Regions from separate parts of the Mus musculus genome. Here regions 1, 2 and 4 are each linked to region 3. Evidence: chromatin contacts called from public Hi-C, Micro-C and promoter capture Hi-C data. All regions are on one chromosome and are shown on one strand. The core of a region is the stretch at or near the end of the contact, and the rest is flanking DNA. Distances in the headings are between cores, read along the strand shown.

Evidence for each region. Promoter capture Hi-C pulls out the DNA fragments that hold promoters and counts their contacts. A called contact is a pair of places that touch in the nucleus more often than the background predicts.
Region 1: a Micro-C map of embryonic stem cells shows a contact between it and region 3, with 6 times the contacts expected there. The contact joins the promoter of Dipk1a here to the promoter of Fgfrl1 in region 3. A contact is called at or near these places in 3 of 39 promoter capture datasets (cranial neural crest, embryonic stem cells and second pharyngeal arch cranial neural crest) and 1 of 484 Hi-C or Micro-C datasets (embryonic stem cells).
Region 2: a contact with region 3 is called in a Hi-C map of muscle stem cells, with 4 times the contacts expected there. The contact joins the promoter of Mtf2 here to the promoter of Fgfrl1 in region 3. A contact is called at or near these places in 4 of 39 promoter capture datasets (cranial neural crest, maxillary cranial neural crest, pre-B cells and 1 more), 1 of 484 Hi-C or Micro-C datasets (muscle stem cells), 2 of 115 datasets of contacts at active chromatin or transcription factors (bone marrow-derived macrophages and microglia) and 1 of 9 other capture datasets (liver).
Region 4: a contact with region 3 is called in a promoter capture Hi-C map of neural stem cells. The contact joins the promoter of Ccdc18 here to the promoter of Fgfrl1 in region 3. A contact is called at or near these places in 5 of 39 promoter capture datasets (3T3-L1-derived adipocytes, cranial neural crest, neural stem cells and 2 more), 4 of 115 datasets of contacts at active chromatin or transcription factors (astrocytes, cardiomyocytes, embryonic limb bud and 1 more) and 1 of 9 other capture datasets (adipose tissue).

What each region holds. Positions count from the first base shown.
Region 1 is chr5:107,985,311-107,988,573 of GRCm38.p6, reverse strand. Dipk1a (divergent protein kinase domain 1A) reads left to right here and starts at 1,497. Exons shown (of 5, transcript NM_026062.4): 1 at 1,497-1,625. The coding sequence starts at 1,572.
Region 2 is chr5:108,064,404-108,067,513 of GRCm38.p6, reverse strand. Mtf2 (metal response element binding transcription factor 2) reads right to left here and starts at 1,840. Exons shown (of 15, transcript NM_013827.3): 1 at 1,549-1,840. The coding sequence starts at 1,553.
Region 3 is chr5:108,692,941-108,696,079 of GRCm38.p6, reverse strand. Fgfrl1 (fibroblast growth factor receptor-like 1) reads right to left here and starts at 1,851. Exons shown (of 7, transcript NM_054071.2): 1 at 1,548-1,851; 2 at 962-1,185. The coding sequence starts at 1,028. Gm42151 (predicted gene, 42151) reads left to right here and starts at 2,014. Exons shown (of 2, transcript NR_168910.1): 1 at 2,014-2,244.
Region 4 is chr5:108,130,724-108,134,222 of GRCm38.p6, reverse strand. It overlaps Ccdc18 (coiled-coil domain containing 18), which reads right to left and starts at 1,309. Exons shown (of 29, transcript NM_028481.1): 1 at 1,225-1,309. It overlaps Tmed5 (transmembrane p24 trafficking protein 5), which reads left to right and starts at 1,603. Exons shown (of 4, transcript NM_028876.3): 1 at 1,603-1,987. The coding sequence starts at 1,799.

The DNA of each region.
Region 1 (3,263 bases), core at 248-2,747, 710 kb after region 3:
CAGGTGTTCTGATGCCCTCTTTTGGCTTTTATAAGCAATCACACAAATATGGCAGACATACACATATAAATAATAAAATCTTAAAAAAAAAAAAAAAAAGGGCTGGTGAGATGGCTCAGCAGGTAAGAGCACCCGACTGCTCTTCCGAAGGTCCGGAGTTCAAATCTGAGCAACCACATGGTGGCTCACAACCATCCGTAACGAGATCTGACTCCCTCTTCTGAAGTGTCTGAAGACAGCTACAGTGTACTTACATATAATAAGTAATAAATAAATCTTTAAAAAAACAAAAAACAAAAAAACAACTAAAGGAAACCGGTAGGATCCGTCCTTTCCTCCTTCTTCCTTCCCTCCCTTTGTCTGTCTTTGTCTTAAGTAGCTCCGGTTGGCCAAGTGCTGGAATTACAGGCATGAGTCACCATGCCCAGCTCATATTTACTTTTACTTTAGAAATTACTGAAGTCATTTAATTAAAAGTGAAAGTCAGTGGCTCATGCACTTCTTTGCGAGTAACAAAATATTATCCAGGTTAAAGACCTGTTTCCAGAAACTGAAAGCACTAGAAACATAAAGTACGGCATAGCAAGGGAAAAAAATGAAGTAGGACCTGCATCTCCCTGCATTGAAGTCACTCAGATCAATAGCTGTACTCCTCCCAGGGTGGCCCCTTCTCCCTTATTTGGCCATCAGTGTCAACAGAAGAAAGCAACGCCTTGAGGTGTATAGCCTTAACTGAGCTGCTCTGCTATATCCTAGAAGGTCTCCTGCCTTCACTGTATTTATCCGGCATTTATTTATTTAATTATGTATTTAACGTGTGAATCATGATTCTGTGGTAGAGGCAAGAAAACTCTGAGGCTGTTTTGCAAACAATGCAAACTTCAAAAAGTCGAAATGGTAAAAAAGAAAGAAAAAGAAATAAAAGAAAAAAATTGCATTAAATTTAAGGTACGCAAAGAGGCGAAGTGTCTGGAAGGCCACGCAGAACTGAGCGGGAAGGAGTCCCTTCCTCCCCTAGATAGCGGTGGTCGCGTCTCCGGAGAGCCTCCTTTCCCTGGAGAGGATCTATGAGTTAGTTGGTCGCCTAGGATGCAGCTCTAAGCATCCACAGAATTTCCGTGCAATCCGCTCGCACAGGTCCAGAGCGCGGACGGCGGGACTCCGCGCGTGAAGCCGCAAGCCTCACAGTGAAGTGGGCGCTCCACGGAGCCCACGTTTTGCGCACCCCCGTGCTGCTCGCACCCGCCTCGGCCGTACCCCTCCCCCGTCCGCGCCTCCCCTTTAAGCACGGAGGCGCAGGCGGATTTGTGTCGGCGGACGCGAGGCTCGACTCCCCTTTATGGCGGAGCCCCGCGCCCGCGCCTTGACGACCGCCGCGGCTGGCGGTGGGGGTGGGGTTCTGCGCGCGGAGCCGGCCTCCGCTACCCGCCGCCCTCGCCGCAGCGCGGCCCCGGGGAGCGCGCGCCGGGGGCGGGCCGTGGGCGGGCCGGCGGGGCAGGGGCGGGGAGGCCGGCGGGCGGCCGCGCTCGGGTCCGCCTCCGACTGCGGCGCGGCGGGGCGATGTGAGTGCCATGGCGAGGAGTCTCTGCGCGGGGGCCTGGCTGAGGAAACCCCATTACCTCCAGGTAGGCCGGCCGCGGCCCCGCCACGCGCCCTCCGCTCCGCGCCACGCGGGACTCAGCGCCCCGTCCTCCCTCCGTGCGCGCCCCGCCGCCTCCTGCGGACCGGCACCTGGCGGCGCGCCCTCCCAGCCCTGGTCCCGCTCCTCGGGCGCCGCCCCAGCCCTGAGCCCCTCTGAGTCCCGGCCCCGGACGCGCCGCGGTCCCTCCTCTGCGTGCTCTCCCGCTTTCCCCAAGGGCCCCCCCTCGACCTGCCATTCCTGACTCTGTGTCTGGGGTAGGAAAGGGTGGTGTGTCATTCCTCCATGCTCCACAGAATCGTGACCGATTGTCATACCAGTGGTTCCCCAAGTCCCAGCCAGTAGCTGTGCCTCGTGCAGATCCCCTGGGTTTGGTGTTCTCATCACATCTCTGGTTTAAATGGGAGGGAGGAGTAGGCAAGCTCGATCGAGGCGATGCTTTTGCAAAAAGGGGATGGTGACCGTTGTACGGCTCTTCACTCAGCCCGCCAGCAGTGCGAACGCAATTCACAGTCACGTCGTGTGTACTGTTGCCGTGTTAATTTTTCATGATTTTCTGTTCCGCTGTCAGTAGGCTTTAGAACCCTCCTGCTGCTTTGGTGCACTGTTTGGTCACCAGGGGGACCTAGTAGACGTCGTGAGTAGCTGAGCACAAATCCATAGCTCGGATGGAAAAACAACTACAAATCAATGCCTCACACATTGGCAGTATTGTTATATGTCTCTAGAGGACACTGCTTACATTAAAAGGCCTGACGACATGGGACGTGTATTTAGGTCAGTTGTTGGTGTGCTTCTTATGAGTATGGAAAAAAAAGAAAAAGTTGAGGAGAAACCGTTACTGTCCAAATAAATCTTATATTTTAATTTGAAATTTGCAAGTGTAAGTCATTACATCGAAACGAGAGAAACCCAGATTGAGAGACTGACTTGACAACTCATGGTTTTAAGGGTGTAAAACTGAATGTTTGTAGCAGCGCCACCAGAAATAGTTGTGCCTTGAGTACCAGTATTAGAACCTAGTCTAGCATTCCACCCCTCCAGGTTAAAGTATTTGGGCATGTTTAAAATCTTTGAACTTAAACTACTTAGCTTTCTATTATTAATTTTTGGAGTTGGTAGAGCTTTAGGCTTTAGTTTTGGCTTTAAATGTTTTCCACAGATGTGAATGCAATCTTTGGCGCTATAACTGTACAAAGGTTTTCTGATGTGGTTAAGGTTAGAAATTAAGAGTTCTGGATTCAATCCCCGACACCACGCAAACAAAATTAGTTTTACAAATAGTTATGCTTACATTAATGACAAACACTTAGTGTGTTTCTTACTTTTCTGAATTTGCATCGTTATCAATGATGAAATTAGGGTAAGCTTGCTAGTGGGCTAATATTAAGATTATTAATTTTTAAAAATGTTTAAACTATTTAAATACCAGCACTTGGGAATCAGGCCTCTGAGTTTGAGGCCAGCATAGTCTACATAACAAGTTCGAGATTAGTGACGACTACATAGAGAAATTTTGTCTCAAAAAAATTTAAAGGTAAACTTAAGATTTAAAGGACAAGTTCTCATGTGACACAGATTGACTTAGAACTCTCGAGGTAGCTAAGGATAACCTTGAATTTCT
Region 2 (3,110 bases), core at 591-3,090, 630 kb after region 3:
TCTCCATCAGCATTCAGTGTGCAGGTGCAGACAGATCTGTCTTTTCAAGCCAGTCTGGAATACAAAGTGAGTTCCAGGCTGGCCAGAGTTATATAACGAGACCCTGCTTCAAAACTTAAAAAGGAAAAACAAAAAAACAAAAAACAAAAATCCTCCACTTAAAGCATTGTCCAGGGGGCTGGAGAGATGGCTCAGTGGTTAAGAGTGCCGATTGCTCTTCCAGAGGTCCTGAGTTCAATTCCCAGCAACCACATGGTGGCTCACAACCATCTGTAATGGGATCTGATGCCCTCTTCTGATGTGTCTGAAGACAGCAATAGTGTGCTTATATACATTAAATAAAAAAATAAACATTTAAAGTATTATCCAGCATCCTAAAAAGAATCAGTTTTTTTACCCACAATTCTCTCCCAAAAAAGAAATTCCCAAAAGAAAAATTAAAACATAAAGGCTGAAAACAGTCTGCAGAAGTTCCTATGAAGATTACATGGAATCTATTTGAAGGAGAAAGTACTTGCTGCTAGAGAAAACGGAGTCAACCAACCACTAACATATTTCTAGCTCTACTTTGATCTCATGAGGTACTTTTCTATGTCAATTACAGGCTTGTCTGGGTTTTCAAATTCTAACTACTGTTGCATGGTAATATCTTCAACCAAAGTTAAAGGTTTTAAAGAATAAAACAGCATTCCATACCCCTTTTCCTATTGTTCACAATCTCTCGTACCACTCAATAAATCCATCTCTGCCAAAGAAAAAATTAACCACCAAGGACTGCAGATTGTAAATCACAGTTAAGAGTTCTGGCACTATGGAAATGTGTTAAGAAATCCTGGAAAATTTTGGTTAAACCCCTTAGTGCCGTAAGTAACTAAGTTGTAATGATGAATACAAATTATCAGGGCAAGAAATTTTAATTGAACGGAAGAAATGCCTCCAAATAAAAGCTATCTCTTCCCCGTATCAATTCACCTATCACTTCTTCTCTTTAAGCTTCCAGGGCTTGCTTTCCAGGGTATTTTCCTCATCCTCGTACGCTAGCTATCTAGCCCACCACTAGATTCCCCTACCACAATTCCACACAATTCCAGCACCCTCTGGTTCCAAACTGCTACTTTCCTTAGCACCCCTTAAAGTGCCAGTCAGCCCCTCTACTAGGCTCCCCGCATTCTGACGGCTCCTCCCCTCGGTTCCCCACCCCCTCATCACCAGGTTCATCCTGCCCCTCCAACCGTCTCCCGCCCCCAGGTTCCTTCCTGCCCTCCAAACACAGCTTCCCTGTCTCAACGTTTTATCTAATTCCACCAACTGACTCCCGAGCGGGGCGCCCCGCTCCTTCCCCCAGTCCCTATTTTTACCAACATCTCACTGACTACCCCTCCCGATCCATTCTTTCAACATATGCATCAATGCAAAAACACCCCCACACAGGACTCCCTTGCCCAAAGCGGAGCCTCCATCTTTCCCCTTTCTTTTGCTTCCTTTCTTTCGTCTCTCCTCATCCCAACCTCCTCCCAAAGAGTCGGTTCCCAGGCCAAGGTCTCTCACCTCATTCGGTCACTTAAGTGGTGCCAACCGCTTCATACAGGAAAATAGAAGCAATCTCGTTCCCGTGGGCGCTCCCCCGCGAGTCCGGGCACTCCCTGGGCACCCGCCCCAGCGGGAGCCCTGCGCACACGCACACACACACCGAGTTCCTTGGGGACGAGGGTTAGGAAGGAGAATGTGCGTGCTCACACCGGCCTCAAACACAGACCACTTCGCAACAGCCCTTCGCCATTTTGGTTTCCCGCGGACTAGCGGTGCATTCTGGGAGCGCGGAGCTACTCCGGGGCCGAATGGCAGCTCTCCAGAGCCGCAGAGGGGCGGGGCCTGCGCGGCGAGCGCGGAGGAACACCGCGCCCTGCGTCCCGGACCAGCGCTGAACAAAGAGGGACTCTTTAACGTCGCGGTGGAATTAAGTCCTCTTGCTGCCGGTGCAGACACAATAGTGAGCGCAGCGCTTCCCGACGCTGATGCTTGCCTTACTAGGTCTTTTAAAAAGAGAGATCGTGTCCAGTCTTTCGTGCGGTCTTTTTTAATGCCCTCAGAAATAGGATATTGCTCAGTACATCTTGATGGGGTGATTTCCTTTCTGAAGAAAGGAAATTATTAACTGGAAAAAATACTTTTCTTTTACCTTCACCTAGAGGCCTGCTGTTATAATCCCCTTAAGTGGGGAGGAGACCCTGGATGGCAAATTTCGTTCAATGAATACTATCCAAATCCAAACTTATCTGGAATCTGTAATGGGAGATTTTCACTTTTTTTTCCTCTGACGATGAACGAGATTTTTTTTTCCCTGTTTACCTGCTTTGTGACCTTTCCTAATTGTAGTGAAATTTGAGCATACCCTCCTGCAAAGCAGTTGATTGAAGGAACACACAACTTTCATACTATTGCAGGCTTTTATATGAGGCCCAGCTGATAAATGGAATGCATGCTTATATCTTTGACTTATATTTGAATGCAACCCAGCACTTATAGAAACACCTGTAATACGTTTCTATTTTGTGAAAATATTTTCAGAGTCATATACTTTTTATCACAGATTATGTCACAGAGGCAGTACTGAATTTTCTCTCTGAAGAAATACCTCTTATGATCTAAATTCCTTTCACTCATATTTCAAGAGTTCCCTTTAAGCTGGGCGGTGGTGGCGCACGCCTTTGATCCTAGCACTTGAGAGGCAGAGGCAGGCAGATTTCTGAATTCAAGGCCAGCCTGGTCTACAGAGTGAGTTCCAGGACAGCCAGGGCTATACAGAGAAACCCTGTCTCGAAAAACAAAACAAAACAAAACAAAAAAGAGTTCCCTTTACCTAGGTTCTGAAAAATCTGGCAAATAGGCATATTCATATTATACTACATTTTTTTTTCTTTTTTGAAGACAGAGTCTATCTATTATATAGCTCTGGTTGTCCTGGAACTCATTGTGTAGACCAGGCTTGCCTCAAGCTCACAGAGATCTTCCTGTCTCTGCCTCCTCAGTACTGGGATTAAAAGGCCTGAGCCACCATGGCTAGCTTTGTATTATACAGTATATTTTATTCAGTACATTATATCAATCTG
Region 3 (3,139 bases), core at 602-3,101:
CTCAGTGCGCCCGCGCTAGTGGCGGGGGGAGGAGATGCGAAGCCTCAGAGGACTGGTGGACAGAGCAAGGACAGTCCTGAGTGGCCAACACACCCAAAGGGCCCGCCTGGCCATCAGTCCTGCCTAACCATAGGGGAGCCCAGCACTGTGCCCCGTGACACTGGAACACAGTGGCCAAAAATCTACGGGCATGTATCACCCATCAGCTCTGGGTGCCCTCTGCCAGGGCTAGGTCTAGGGCAGAGCTCCCCAGAAGACGAGTGATGTAGCCAAGCCATAGTGTGGTGTATCCTGCAACAACATAGTGTGTGACCCTGTGGTCTAAGATCTTCCACCTTTACTGTAGTGATGTTCTGTGCTCTGGGGACTCCCAGATGGTAGACTATGCTACCTGTAATTGATAAGCAAGCCAAGGGTCCAGAGCTGGGTCAGCTGAGGGCTGGATCAGAGCGAGCTCCAATCACCAAGATATCACCAATGTTCTCTATATTCAGCTAGGCACTGTGTGAGTCTCTGCAAGTTCCCAGGGACCCAATTAGGTTTTCTGCTCCCACAAAGAGTCCACTCCCCAAGAATCTGGGGGAGGGGTGACAACCACCTGCTCTCCATCTAGATATGCACCTGAAAGTGTGTTTATGCAAGATTATGAGGCTGTCCTGGAAAGGACCTAGGCAAGGCCAACAGTCAAATGATTCTGGGGCCCTTTACATGAGGTGTCAGCCAAAGAGGGTGAGCTGGGGGTATCTGATTGTGACTAGGTAACCCCAAGAGTGAGGTAGAGGCATGTAAAACCGACAGTACTTCAGGTTAAGGATGGGGGTTGGGGGGAGGATCTGCTGCGATGGAGCAGACAGGGAGGGGAGGAGTGTGCCAGGCGGGCACTGTGTGGCAGAGTTCAGGGCTGGTGGGAAAGGGGCGGCGCTGCAGAGGCCAAAGCGCCAGACTGGGCGCCAGGACTCACCTCGCGCCGCCTCAGCCGACGGGAGGGCCCCCAATAGCAGCAGCAGCAGCGCGGGGCTCCGCGTCATCTCGCCGGTCGGACCTGAAGCAGGGGCGCGGTCACTGGGAGCTGGACTGGACGCCACTCAGGGCTCAGGCCCGCAAGACCCAGGTCGCGGCCGCAGAGCCAGGGTCCGGCCCCCCTCGGCGCCGAGCTCCAGGCAAAGGAAGCGAGGCGCGTAGACGCTGAGCGTATCAAAGGCAGACAAAGGGTTTACACTAATTACCAGCCGCCCCCGCCGCCCCCTTTCCAAACACCGTCTGGATTCCTGGCGCTTGTAACTCGGGCCCTGCCCGCGGGACACACAACACCGAGCGGCCCCGCAGATAATCGCCTGCGCCATTAGCGGACAAATTTGCGCTGGGGGGCCCACGTGGGGCTCAAGGGGGGGCGGGGCGCGGGGCAGGGCCGCGGGCCCCACAGGAGCAGCTACGGCGCGAGCCCGGCTCCCGCCCCGCACAGTGATCGCGGCCCTGCCCTTCGCGCCCCGCACTCTAACCCATTCCAGCCCTCCCTCCGGGGGTCGCGGACGTACAGCCCGGCTCACCTCGACAGGGATCAGCGCGGGGGCGCGCAGCAGGCAACGGGGTCAGAGCCGGGCCCCTGAGCAGCGCGACGCGGTCATCGCTGCCCCGGGCGCCGCATCCCGCCCCCCGCGCCCCCGGGCCCGGCCTGGGCGGGGCGGCGCTACCTGGGCGCTGGCGGCTGGGGCCGGGCTGGGGCGCGGGGCGCGCTGTCCGCGCGGATAAACGGCGAGGCTTGGCGAGGGCGGGGAAGAGGGGCGGCGGGGCGAGGGGCCCGGGGCGCCGCGCCGCGAGGCGTCCTTCCCTGCGGGGCTTTGTCAACTCTCCCGGAGCGAGCGCGGAGCAGCCCTGAGCTCCGCCCCGCACAACTTCCGGCCAATCTGCGAGCCCCAGTCCGCCCCGTTCCCCGCCCCTCCCCGAAACTTTGCTCCAATCCGCACACGTGCCCGCCAGGCTCGCTGCTTAACCCTCGCAGTGCTTCTGCCCTTCAGGCTGGCGGCTCCCCGGAGCGCGCCCAGTCGGCCCTGCCTCGCCGCGCCCCCGCCCCTGGGCTCTGGGAACGCGCGGTCCCGCTAGCCTGAAGACCAGCTGATGGCCGCGGAGCCCACTCGGTATCTGCACCAGCTAGGCCCCTGGCCCCCAGAGCTGGCCGTTACTGCACTGTCTCTACTCCCGGCTTTAAACAGGAGGAAGGGAGCTGAACGGAACCTTCGAGCTTTTGTGAGTAGAGAGGCCGCTGTGCTGCTCTGGTTTGAGGGCGGGGGGTGGGGGGGTGGGGGTGGGGGGGTAAGGTGCGGGGGGGGGGGGGGAGATGGCGCAGATCTCCAGTGCTGGAGTCCAACGAAGCCCTGACTTGAGCATCTAGTTGTACCTAGGACCTTAGGAAGGCTGAGAGGGTCCTACAGCCCACCTGGATACTTCTCTGCACCTCACCTGCTTTGTGATAGTAATCAACACACCCTTTTGTCTTTGCTACTTAGCAAGTGTCTTGCTGTACCCCTGCACCCATCAAACAGAAAGACTGGTGAGTTTCCCAAACCTCACTAGCTCCCTTCAGCAGCATCCTGATCCATCCCCCGCGATCTCTCCAGACAGCTTCCTGCCTACCCTCACTCACCAGAGCCAAAATTCATCAAAACATGAGTCTTGCCAGTTTTCTCAACATAAATCCCATAATTTTTGACGCCCCGGTAGTGCCTCCCAAGAGACCACTCCTAAGCTCCGCTTTCAAGGACCCTGATCCAAACAACTTTTCTTCTCTAAGCTAAGAAGCACCCCCTCTTTCCGGAAGCCTGTCAGAGAAAAATGAAACCGAGGAATAGCCTAGTGTTCCTAGCCCCAAATTCTGTTTCTGGGCTAGTGTGGGCAAATGGAGGTGAACCTTGTCTCCTCTGCATGAAGGTCCAAGTACCCATCTCAACTGCAACGCTGTGTCTCAGAAGCAGCCCATGGAACTTTCTCTGGGCTACCAGAGAATTTGGGCTAGTACTGGGGTCACAGAAAGCATTTAAAACAGACAGAGTGGGTCCTGACTAGTCTGAGTAGGTCCTGGCTCCACAGAAAGTTTTGTGAGGAGATGCCACCGAAGCATGTAGTGCAACAACATTGTGTTGCT
Region 4 (3,499 bases), core at 60-2,559, 560 kb after region 3:
CCCCCACATGGTAGCTTACAATGGTCTGTAACTCGAGTTTCAGAGGATCCCAAACACCCACAGACACAGAGTAAAATTAATATTCTTGAAATCACAGTAAAGGATGCTTTATTATTGTAATTACTAAAATAAAAACTAAAAAGTTTTAGAATTTCCACTCCTACTATAGAACTTTCTGCATAATCTTACAATTTCACTTCTCTCTCATATTCCATTTAATTTTTTTTTCACTGTAGCACCTCTTTCATTGCCTTTCTTAAAATTTGGGTTACAGATATTATTAATTCCCACCTATTATGTTCAAGAGTGTAATGCACTTAGGAAAACTCAATTATTTTGAACGGATAAATGAATAAACTGCCTTCTCCCTCCCTCACTCAGGTAAAAACGGTCCTGGTACATTAATTTCCCACGCAAAATTTCTCAGGAGTAGGGTGGATTGGAAAAAAAAACAAAAACAAAAAAACACCTCGCACCTTATTGGAAAAAGTTGAGGCCTAAAATTAAACGAGATATTTTGTAGATGTAAATGTTTCTACCCTTTTCTACCCTGTTTCTGGTTTTCTTTTTAACAAATTTGCTTCTGCATAAGCTGGAAGACTTCCCCAGTCAGTGGCTCAGGAATCCATGCTACTTCACATCTATGCAACATCTCTAGCTTCGTACAGAATAATGGAGGAGAGAAAAGAAGAAACTTGAGACTAGAAAATGCTGATCAGTACTGTAGGACACCATTTAAGTCAGGCTTTTACGTTCAGCAACTTGTGCATTTTCACGTAAGAATTTTCTAGCCGTTCAGAATTGGATACGTCTGGTATTTAAACATCCTCATTTTCCTACGTTTACCTGTAGTATGTGTACGTAGAAAGGCTTATCATCTTACCTATAGGGCGGCCCTGACAACCGTATCTTCAAGTCTAGTGAAAAATGAGTTCTCACACACGCACACTCATCGAGCGAAGGACAAGCACTTTACACTCTATAAAATCCTGTGACAGGACTTTCCGCTTGAGAAAGAGTACATGGTTTTATACAGTATTTTATTTCAAGAAAGAGGTCCTCCATCTGCCTGTAGGGAGTAGAGCAAAGTCTGGCAGCCTCCTTTCCGATTCTGCCTCAAATAAAAGAAAACGCCTCACAAGCAGGCCAGGCGCAGGTCGACTGTCCCAAGAGAAAACAAACCCCTCGGGAAAGCCCTTTTCCAGCCAGGAGGCGTTTGCTCACCACCCAGATCGCAGGCGGGGTTAGCGTCCCCAGACCACGGCGCACCGCGAGCCTCCTCTGCGCTCGGAAGCCTGGGACACTCTCGCAGCCCACGACATGGAAGCCTCTGACTCTCGATGAGGAGAACCAGCGAACCTCCGAGGCGCCGAGTTCGAACCGCCGCGGCAGCCGTTGGGACCCGCCTCCCGGGCCCCGACCCCGCCCACCACGCGGGGCTCTGCGAACGGGAGCGGGGCGCAGGGCATGCCGGGAAATGAGTCTGGAAGCGCGGATGAGCGGCGTGCCGTGGTCACCTCGGACTACATTTCCCGTCGTTACCCCCGCCAACGTTGATTGGCGTGTGTGAGGGAAGCCGAAACCGACAAGTCTGGTGTGAAGGAAGGATGCGAAACCCAGAAGGCAGCCGAAAGGGGACGCTGGCCCCGCCCTCGCCCGGCCCAGTGGAAGGCAGTGCTTCCACCTTCCAAGAGAGTGAGGCTCGCCGCTGCCTGAAGTTCCCTCAGATCGGGATTTCAAATCGGAGACACCAGTATCCCGCACCTCCCTACACGCGTCCAGGCAGAGATCGACAGGGATGGGCGGCAGGATGTGGCTGCCATTCCCCGTGCTGCTCCTGTCCGCTCTGCCCGCAGCGTTGCTGCGCGGGGCGGCCGGCTTCACACCCTCTTTGGACAGTGATTTTACCTTCACGCTGCCGGCCGGCCGGAAGGAGTGTTTCTACCAGCCCATGCCCCTGAAGGCATCGTTGGAGATCGAATACCAAGTAAGTGCGGAAGTGGGCTAGCCTTCCTTGGGCCGGGCCGCACCACATGGTCGCCTCTCACCTACTTGGAAAAGGTGGGACAGCGACCGAGGTGAATCCGAGGAGGGTCTCCTGGGAAACTGGCCTGCTTGGCGCAGGCGTACTTAAGCGGGGCTCCTGGGAGCCTGGAACTCACAAGTTTGGCCAGTCCTAAAATTGACACCTACCCTCTCTCTTCCCTTTCCTCTGGTCGGAAAGAGGCCAGCACTGGTGACGTCAATGGCGTTACTCTTTGTTTCTTAATTCCCCCAAGCCATTTCAAGCTAGTTTACATACCCTACAGTTCTGAGAAGTTCGCTGTAAGGGGTTGATACACGTTCTTCTTTATTATTGGACGAAGTGATAACACTTGTTTGACTCACTCTCACCACTTTCACCAAATCCCGATATTATAAAATCGGCACGATGTTTTGAATTGTGGCTGGGCAGTGGTGGCACACGCCTCTAACCCCAGCATTCCCGTGGCAGAGGCAAGTGGATCTCTGAACAGTCAAGGCTGCATAGTGAAACCCAGTCTTGGGAGTATTGAATTGTGTCCATGCGAAGATCTCTAAGTCAGATTTTGAAATGTGTTGAAATGGACTGTTGCTGTATTTAGTGGTACATTGTCATCCCGGGTGTACATCCATCACTTTGAAATCAAATAAGATAATAGTGTATGACCTTTCTTCCATTGAACTTTGTCAGCTTTCTTCCCGTGTCATTGTTTTCTTTTTAGTATCAGCAGAATACGCTTATTATTAAATCTTTTTTTAATTCTTATGTAAAACTTTTATATGTGGAGCCTTTGGGATTATTTATAGATGTTTACAGTAATTACAGGAAGTATCTAAAGTCATAATATACAAAAATCTCAGCACAACTAAGGTTACAGCTTAATATTTCTTGATTTCCACTTGTGAACAAAAGTTTAGCATTTACTGAACAATTAATGTATGCAAGGAATTGTTCCAGGAGGAGGAACAAACTGAGAAAAACCTGGTTCTCAGGAGTTTGGGGGTTCATAGGCAGGCTTTGTTTGGGCTTGATGGGTTTGGTAGGCTGTGGTTGGATGGATGGTTGGTTGCTCTGGTTTTTGTGACAAGGTTTCAACTATGTATCCAATGGCATTGAATTCAGTATTTAGCCCAGGCTAGCCTCCGATCTCACAGGAGTCCTTCTCTAAGTCGTGTCCTCCCCCCCCACCCAGGACTGGTATTACAGCATGAACCATCACATCCTACAGGCAATTTGAATAAAGCATGATTTTTGGTTTTCAGAGAATAGGATTGTTGGAGAAAATAAAAATAAATCTGAAAATGAGTTAAGAATGCAAGGAATGAGGCCAGTTTTAGAAAAGGGAAGAATTGACTAGACATTGTGATTGTAGGATGTATAGTTTAAGTGTTCCGAGGCATACTATAAGTACTGGGGTTTTATTAGCTTTGAAGACTGTCAGGTCTTAGGGTAGGAGTAGCAAAGGAAGAAAATAGA